3 separate regions of the Mus musculus genome follow, and all the other regions are linked to region 3. The links are chromatin contacts, called in public HiChIP or PLAC-seq and promoter capture Hi-C maps. All regions are on one chromosome and are shown on one strand. The core of a region is the stretch at or near the end of the contact, and the rest is flanking DNA. Distances in the headings are between cores, read along the strand shown. Region 1 overlaps Fyn (Fyn proto-oncogene). Region 2 overlaps Fyn (Fyn proto-oncogene). Region 3 holds the start of Fam229b (family with sequence similarity 229, member B).

Region 1 (2,700 bases), core at 111-2,610, 320 kb after region 3:
CACATTGAAACAGATTGTAAATAAGGAGTCTATCTGCATTGTTTTTTCAGAGTCAGTCCGACCGCTGGTTTCGAAGACATGTGGTGTATATAAAGTTTGTGATAGTTGGTGGAAATTTGGGTAAGTGTTGTTCCATTTATTTCTAACACATTTAGTGTAAAATGGTGCCACCGAGAGGTGCCCTGCACTGCCCAGGTATCTTTCAAACCTGCTCTAAACCTCAAATGAACGTTTTTAAGTAAATGTGTCACTAAATTGGTGTTTTCTGACAATATGCCATTTTTCTTGTTAAAACTAACGTTATTAAGTGATATGGGATTTTATAAAAGTCTAGATCTGGGGAAGCTCAAAATAAGGGCCCAGGTCACCATTGTCAATTTAGTTCATGCTCTAAGCCAGCTGTGTAACAGGAGCAACAAATGCACAGGCGAGAGGGATAGTGTTTCCAAAGCCAGGAGTCCAAACGGCCTGCATGTTGACAGAGAGAGAAGCTACCTGCTTGAAGAATGGGAAGTGAAAAAAAAAAAAAAAAAAGTAAGCAGCAACTCTTCCTGGAAGCTGCCCCAGGCTGGAGCAGAAGCTTGGGAGGCAGAGAACTGTCCTGACAGCTGGTGGTGTGGAGGGCAGGCTGTAGTCAGGGGACCTAGGTTAAATCTCTGTACTCATTGTTGCTTTACAATAACCCTCAGAGTCTCGAGCTCTTCTGTAAACGGAGGCCTTTAGTGAGCCGAGTCATGCTGGTGCACAGTAGGTGCTCCACAGCAGCCATGTTTTCCGACAGACTCCTTGTTGGGGACATTTGCCTCTGAAGATAAGCCACTCAGAAGGTGCATGTTTTCAGCAGGAAGACTTGAGAAATGGGACATGTCACTTCCCAGTGACTAGCTACCACAGCAGCTTCTCTGTCATTTTCTCCATAATGAGCCCGGAGATGGGGCATGGGAGGAGGTAAGGGAGAGCGGCTGTTACTTGGGCCTCCTTCTAGAACCCAAGGAAGCCACTGTCAGACAAGCACTGCTAGCTCAGCCTACCTTCCTGCCACGGTTACAGTCGAGTGAGGTCACATCCTTCCAGCTTTTGGTTAAGTTCTGATACTATTTTCATTCATGTCAGTGAGAAGGGACAGAGCGAGGTGCACGATATGTTTGGCTCATATGGGCTTTTATTTCCAACCCTTCCTTTTGATTTTACCGTGGTTACGTGCCGTGGTTATGTGCCTTTGCCGACATCGATTATTGAACTAACAGTTTGGCTTACCTGTGTTTGGGAGAGAACCAGCCTTGTTGCTGCTGTACAGAGTGCTGATATTAAAGCCACATGTCTCATCTGTGGGACAAGGACATGGACGTGGCCTCAGGAGGTCTCTACAATAATCTCTAAAGAGCCAGAAAGTGTCTTCAGCAACATTTTAACCAGAGGCTTCAAGTCTTCTCAGAGATAAAGAGGAACTTGCCCGGGCAGCTCACTGGGAGGTCTAACATTGCCACTGGAGGGAATAGCCCACTCGGCAAGTTTAATTAGTACAATACAGGATTTATTTCAGAAATAACTAGGGATATAACGGTCCCAAGCCTGTAGCAATACTTACTTTTGGGAGGTGAGAATGCTCATTCTGATTTGATTGTCAGACACTGTGTACATGCATTGACTCATTGTGCTGAGCCCAGATGGTTTGTCTTAATAGAAAATAACATAATAAACAATTAGGGGACACTAGGAAATTGTTTGAGAAGAGTGACCAAATTGTTCCATATCTTAATCGTGGTGTTATTTCTACAACTGTGGGCTTTTGTGGAAACCCACAGAACTGTACTGTAAGGAGACTGGGTTTTCTTCTGTGGGAATGAAAGATGGAAAGAGTGAGTTGTAGAAGACAGTTATCTCAGCTTGTTAAAGTGTGATGGTGGAGAGTGAACTGCATGTGGGATGGGGACTTAGGCTGAGTCCCACAGTGCCTGTCACACGGAGGTAATGTGACAAATGCTTAAGTGCCCACTACGCCACCTGCCGATCTTAGATAGGTTATGTTGGTGTCCCACACACTTGTCTACCATGTTTAGATGATCTCCTCCTTCTGTCACCCCCTGTCCTCTGAACTAAACAACCCCCCGCCCCCCGTCTTCCTTCCCTCTTGTTATGTCCATGTCACACCCCATCCCATGAAGCTCTTAGCAGAGGCTCCTGCCTTACAGTTCCTCCCTGTGCACCTGCCCAGCACTGAAGCACTACGCCTGTCAGGATCTGGCTGGAATGCCTTGCTGTGTAGATGTTAGTAGACACCTAGCCCTAAACTCCGTCCCACCCATCACTCTCAGGACTGAGCCCACTGATGGGTCATGCAGGTGGTCTGTTTTGTGGGCTTCTGAGAATGGAGAAAGGAGGGCAGCGTAGCAAATCCACCTTCCCCGTCCGGGTGAAACAGTCTTGGCACTCTCAGCTGAGGCCGTGGGCAGACTGCTGTGGACGAATCTCTGAGGCGCAAGCGTTTCCCAGATTCTCATTCCTCGTTATGACTCAAGAAATGTAAGACTCTTAAAGCTACAGCTTGTGAATATTTTGAGATGGCCAAGATTCTCCCTCTCCTTTAGGCCATATCATCGTGAAAGATAAATGCAATGAGGAATAAAAACAGTGGTTCTCATCTGAGGTCAGTGCGCCTTCCAGGCGGTGTTTGGTGATGTCAAGGATGCTGCTAAATGC
Region 2 (2,740 bases), core at 7-2,506, 390 kb after region 3:
TGAATACTGTGATGGTTTGGTCCTGAAAGCTGCTCCTACTCACAGATTCTGGTGGAATGTTCCAGAACTCTCCCTTGGGCTCTTGGCATACTTATCCTCTCATATACAATCCAGTGCTGAAATGTGAACGGATTGCCGGGCGTTGGTTAGGACTCAGCAGCTCAAGTGGAGAGACAAAAGACGCATTCCGGTCCTGAGGAGGCCTGTGAGGCTTCCTGCCACGGCACAAGTGTGCTGTCAGTGCTGTTGCAAGGGAATGTTAAAATGTCTGCACCACCGACTCATTTTTATGGACATGCCCATTAACCGTGCACAGCTTTCTCTCAGATGTGCAGTAAGCAATCCCTGCAGCTGTGTCAGAGAAGCGCAACTGCAGGGCACAGGCCAGGTACTTGGTAAACGCTCCTCACGAATGCTGGACAGGGAGAGAAAATCAAACCAGGCTTCCAAGAACAGCAGCCATCTCAGATCAGGGGTAGAGCTGAGTTCCCGTCTTCAGAATTCCTGTAGGTAGAGACTAAGTAGAAGTGTTATCTGTCTTCCTTCTTTATCCATCCTGAGTGGGCTCCTTTAAAAAAAAAATCATGCTTGATTGATGATCCTTATACTAGAGCTGAGTCTTGGTATTTCCCAGGAGTTGTAATTATGCTCAGAAATCAAGGGTCGTACAGCTGAGCTATGGAATCGTCCCCTGCAGTTGGCATTTCAAACAAGGTGGTGGGTTTCTCTCTGTGCGTGCAGGTGGCATTTCACACACACATCCCTGTCGTCCTGGAGGGAAGGAACACAATCCATGATTCAAGATTTTTTTTTTTTTAAGAATGGAAGAGATGCAGAGTGGATAGAATCAGGAAAGATTGAAAAAGGACTGAATGAAGCTAGAAAAAACTAGTTTGGGGCAGTGGAAGCAACATTAGAGGCGAAGGAATTTGTGGAGGAAAAGCTAGCTACATTGCTCAGTCACAAGTGTATTTATTTTCTTGCCTGTGTCTCCCTTGAAGGTGGTACTTTGGAAAACTTGGCCGCAAAGATGCTGAGAGACAGCTCCTGTCCTTTGGAAACCCAAGAGGTACCTTTCTTATCCGCGAGAGCGAAACCACCAAAGGTAAGCTAAGGAGAGGGCAAAACTGATGTGCTGTTCAGATCTGAAGGTCTTTGGGATCGGAAGGCGTGGCTCTTGCCTGGTCCGGGGCCTTCTAGCCTGAGCCTCCTGCTGCTCTCCAGCTCCCCTGAAGACGCTGGAACTGCATTTAGCTCCCAGAGATGATCGGGCTCAGAGGGAGGCGCCTCCAGAAACAGAGGCCAGGCTTCCGCCTCAGCTCAGACTCCGTCCTGTTCTCCTGTTCGAGTGAAGGGCGGGAACTTGGTTTTTCTTACCTTTTTGATTTGGGGTGTGTGTGTGTGTGTGTGTGTGTGTGTGTGTATTTTCAAGACAGTGTTTCTCTGTGTAGCCCTAACTGTCTTAGAACTCACACTGTAGACCAGGCTGGCCTTGAACTCAGAGATCCACCTGCCTCTGCCTCCCAAGTGCTAAAATCAAAGGTCTGCCTGCCCTACCACCACCCAGTTTAAATTTGTTTTTCTTTCCTTCCACTCTGTTTTGTTAGTGGAGGACTCCTTCCTCTTCCCTCTGTTTAATAACTCACTTCAGCAGGCAGAGGGGCAGAGAACCATGCTGCCACACACTGGTGACCTGTCCCTGTGCAGATTGCCAAGCAGAGCTTTGGAGCTTCCTGCTAGGGGATAGACTTCCATTTCTTTTGTTCCCACCCTCTGTTCCTCCCGCACCCCTGCCTCCCATCAACCACCTCTGTCCCCACCCCTGCCTCTCCACCAACCACCTCTGTCCCTACCCCTGCCTCTCCACCAACCACCTCTGCCCCCACCATCCCTGCCTCACACACACACACACACACACCCACAGCCCCACCACACACACACACACACATATGCCATCCCTGTCTCCCAGCCCCTCACTATCCCTGCCTCTCAGCTAGGCCACAGGAAATGAAAGCAGGAGGCAAGCTCACCTGGAGTCTGCTCTTCATCTATCCCAGTGGGATTTGGTCTGTGCAATATTAGACAACACAAGAAACTGAAAGGAAACTTTGAGAAAAACCAGAAGTTTTTAGTTCCAAGAGCAAAGTCAACTGTATTGCTAACATCTCTGAACACTGGCAGGATAGCAAAAGTTGTCTTTGTCCTGTTACAGAGTGGAGATATATCTGTCTCTTTCGTATGTGTGTGTGTGTGTGTGTGTGTGTGTGCGCGTGCGCATATGGTTTGTAATAATTATTAATCAGAATAGTCACATAAATGAGGCCTGCAGAGCAGACTGGGGCTCCGATGATTGGTGTGGCTAATGCTTGCACGTTTACCAGGTGCCTACTCACTTTCCATCCGTGATTGGGATGATATGAAAGGGGACCACGTCAAACATTATAAAATCCGCAAGCTTGACAATGGTGGATACTATATCACAACGCGGGCCCAGTTTGAAACACTTCAGCAACTGGTACAGCATTACTCAGGTAACCCCAGTGCCGTCACCGTCACCGTCACCGTCACCGGTTAGAAACTGGAGGCTGTGAGGGAGGAGGAGGAGATACGGGACAGAGTCACTAGGTAGAGCTGTCCTCTGCCCGCCCACCCCCACAGTCAGACAGACAGATGGAGTCCGGGGTTCTGTTGCTCTTCTGCCCCAGATAGGATTTTCCTCCTGTGTTTTCCAGAAGTTCCC
Region 3 (2,861 bases), core at 164-2,663:
GGGACTTCAATATTAAGACCCAAAGTGTCTGACTACCTTTATCACAGATTGCATGCTTACCAAGAAGCGGGTAAGAGTAAATCCAGCAATTTCTAATTTTTCCTGGCTAAAATCTGCCCCCTTAGTTACAAGAGATGTAAGACACCCAAAGAGAAACATGGAAAGGCCTCTGCAATACATACACCCCACTACAACGTCAAAATTCACATCTTTCAAAACTGTGTAATAACAAACTAAGCTGTATCCTGGCGGCTGAATAAGGTATTCTAACCAATCAATCAATTATTGTGGCTCTTATCATGTTATATATCATATTACATATCATGACAAATTAATAGCAAGTATAATTTAACTTTTGCTAAATGAAGATTAAAGGTTTTGTAGTTTCTCAGAATTTCTGTGGAAAATATTAACTTCATTAAAGCATTAAAGTTAGTGAGGGGATTTGTGTGTGTGCACACTTATGGAAACAAGATGTGAAACATGAAGTGTTTTCCTTAGTTATCCTTCATCTTACTTTGTAAGACATTGTCTCCTATTGAGCCCTGAATCTGACACTCACAGTTTCAGCTAGACTCTGTGGATCTCCCTTCTCCAGCCTTCCAAGCCTAGAGTTACAGGCTCCCAGATTTTTGTTAAGTGCTGGGGTCTGCATTTATGTCCCCGTGCTTCAGAGACAAGCATTTTACTGACTGGGCCATCTCTCCAGCCTAAATTCTTAATTTAGTTCTTAATTAAAGCCTCATTTAATTTGCCCAGTAAAAATTCAATTTCTGAAAAATAACCTTTTTTTCCCCTTTCGAACTTCGTGCCCCACCCCTGCCTTTAAAAAATCTCGTCTACATTGTTCATACATCAAATCAAACGCCTTAACTTTTAACCCATCTTTTCTTTTCCTAGACCCTTGTTCATTGAATATTATGGCTCTCCTTGTCAGCGCCATGTAATATTTTAGGTCATATCTTTTGAGTGCATCGAGTGTATCTTCAATGGCATTGCCGGCTGTTGGAAGTTGGATTTGTGTAGATGTTTTGAATTATCCAGAAATCTTAAGTTTGAAGAGTGCATCGCTTTGGCCTCTGAACTTAGCTGTGGTATTTGGTCGGAGTGTACCTAGCTTCCCTTGTTCCCAGATAAGCCTATTTGTCTGGGGTGTCTCTGTGTTCCTCCACATTCGTTTTCTGTTAGATAACGACACTAGCGGGCATCATCCTGAGAAATCGGACCCACTGTCCTGGCTGTTTAGGCTGTGAGCCTCTCAAAGCCCGTGATCAAAGTTAAAGTCCCTTATCTTAAATGCCTCTCTGAAACCTAGTTACCCGTCAGTTACCAGGGCCTCCGGAGCTGCAGATGCTCAAGGATGTTGACAGGGCAGCTAGGATTTACCTGCCGGAGGCCCAGTCGCTATGGTAACGGCTAGCCGCAAATGTGCTTGCGCAGAAGTCCTGGCCGTAAAGAAACAAGGGCATTACGACATTGGCTACTTGCGGCAGCGACGTGACTTAAGGCCGCCCCTCGTAGGGCGTCGTTGAGCTCGAAAGCTAAGGCGGGAGTTTGGGCGGGAGTGCTCCTGCTGGTCCTCCCGGCGGAATGACCCAGTCGGTGGTCGTACAGGGTGAGCTACCCCCGTCCGCGGGGACCGGGTCGCTGCGGAGCCAGTCACCTGGTTGCCTTCCTAATGCACCTCTCTCTCTTCCTCGCTACTGGCTGCAGTCGGACAGTGCGGGAACCAGATCGGCTGCTGCTTCTGGGACCTGGCGCTGAGGGAGCACGCAGCGGTCAACCAGGTACCCGCCCCTCCTGCCTGTCACCCGGGCCTGCCAGAGTTCACATGAGGTTTGGGGAGGGGTGCTTTGGATCCTGCTACGGGGCCCTGGCTGACCTGGGACTTGCTGTGTAGATCATGTTCTGGAATTTGCAGCGATCCATCTGTCTCTGCATCCCCAGGACTACCACTATCATGCCCAGATTACTTGGGCTTTTTAATCAGTACCATAAATTGCATAGGATCTTCTCATACCGGTCGTGGCTAGTTTCTTTTTAAACGTGTTGCTGTAAGTCACAGGCAGAAGGCACTTGTCAGGAGTTTGGTCTTAAGTTTCCCTGATCTTTAGCAGTCTCCTCCTCCTCCTCCTCCTCCTCCTCCTCCTCCTCCTCCTCCTCCTCCTCCTCCTGTTGTTGTTGTTGTTGTTGTTGTTTTGAAAGACAGTAGATGCTATAGATGAAAGCACTATAAAGTAGGTAAATACATCAAACGACCAAGAATCCCAAGAAATTCCCACTTGGAGTACCAGCTGTATAATCCTACAGGGTGTGCTTTTTTCATCACTGTTAAACTTAGTCAGGGGTTCTCTTGGCATTTTACCTTTAGATGTAATTGGAAGAGTCGACCTAGGTTTCTTTTTCTTAGAGCCCCTTCAGCGTTGTAGAGTTGCTACAGCTAAAAGGGTTTTAGAGAAAATAAACGTAAATGCTATAGTTTGTTTTGTTTCTAGAAAGGAATTTATGACGACGCTATAAGCAGCTTCTTCAGGAATGTGGATACCAGGTAAGTGGGTGAGTCTGTCTCCGCTTGGTAGGACGCCTCCTTTCCCTGTCAGCAGAATCTTAGAGGATAAGGAAACAGTTGCCAGCTAGGACGGTGTCTGCTGTTCTGATCAAAGCGTATTCTCATAGCCCATTTTCATACCATTCTGCAGAACAGCGCGCTTCCTTGATAGACTTCCGTAAGAAGCCAAAAAGAACCTTTAAAGGGACTCCCAGTAACTTTGAAAACCTGACGTTTTCACTGAGGGTGCCTGCCCACTATGGTATGAGTCTAGCGGGGGCCAGGTTTTGAAAGATTATTTTGCATATTACTT

What was found. Promoter capture Hi-C pulls out the DNA fragments that hold promoters and counts their contacts. HiChIP or PLAC-seq counts read pairs in DNA pulled down with a chosen protein or histone mark.
Region 1: an H3K4me3 HiChIP or PLAC-seq map of bone marrow-derived macrophages shows a contact between it and region 3, with 2.5 times the contacts expected there. The contact joins the enhancer-like site here to the promoter of Fam229b in region 3. A contact is called at or near these places in 6 of 39 promoter capture datasets (the 3T3-L1 cell line, embryonic stem cells, liver and 2 more), 1 of 115 datasets of contacts at active chromatin or transcription factors (bone marrow-derived macrophages) and 1 of 9 other capture datasets (adipose tissue).
Region 2: a contact with region 3 is called in a promoter capture Hi-C map of embryonic stem cells. The contact joins the enhancer-like site here to the promoter of Fam229b in region 3. A contact is called at or near these places in 15 of 39 promoter capture datasets (the 3T3-L1 cell line, the C10 cell line, the HPC-7 cell line and 9 more), 2 of 15 datasets of contacts at CTCF or cohesin (both in the NIH/3T3 cell line), 7 of 484 Hi-C or Micro-C datasets (the N1E-115 cell line, double positive thymocytes, embryonic stem cells and 4 more), 14 of 115 datasets of contacts at active chromatin or transcription factors (bone marrow-derived macrophages, craniofacial prominence, double positive thymocytes and 8 more) and 4 of 9 other capture datasets (adipose tissue, liver, macrophages and 1 more).

What each region holds. Positions count from the first base shown.
Region 1 is chr10:39,455,016-39,457,715 of GRCm38.p6, forward strand. It overlaps Fyn (Fyn proto-oncogene), which reads left to right. Exons shown (of 14, transcript NM_001122893.1): 3 at 51-120. Among named protein-coding and RNA genes, the nearest start is that of Fyn, 87 kb to the left of the region's middle. Within about 2 kb of position 1,361, at least 64 of the 459 cell types and tissues checked have an H3K27ac peak or open chromatin away from gene starts, as enhancers often do. A contact at or near this core is called in bone marrow-derived macrophages and pre-B cells, where this site is marked.
Region 2 is chr10:39,524,400-39,527,139 of GRCm38.p6, forward strand. Fyn (Fyn proto-oncogene) reads left to right here. Exons shown (of 14, transcript NM_001122893.1): 7 at 1,002-1,105; 8 at 2,382-2,531. Among named protein-coding and RNA genes, the nearest start is that of Gm40627, 65 kb to the right of the region's middle. Within about 2 kb of position 1,257, at least 9 of the 459 cell types and tissues checked have an H3K27ac peak or open chromatin away from gene starts, as enhancers often do. A contact at or near this core is called in embryonic stem cells, where this site is marked.
Region 3 is chr10:39,132,493-39,135,353 of GRCm38.p6, forward strand. It overlaps Fam229b (family with sequence similarity 229, member B), which reads right to left and starts at 1,414. Exons shown (of 5, transcript NM_183254.2): 1 at 1,331-1,414. It overlaps Tube1 (tubulin, epsilon 1), which reads left to right and starts at 1,531. Exons shown (of 12, transcript NM_028006.2): 1 at 1,531-1,615; 2 at 1,714-1,787; 3 at 2,496-2,548. The coding sequence starts at 1,591.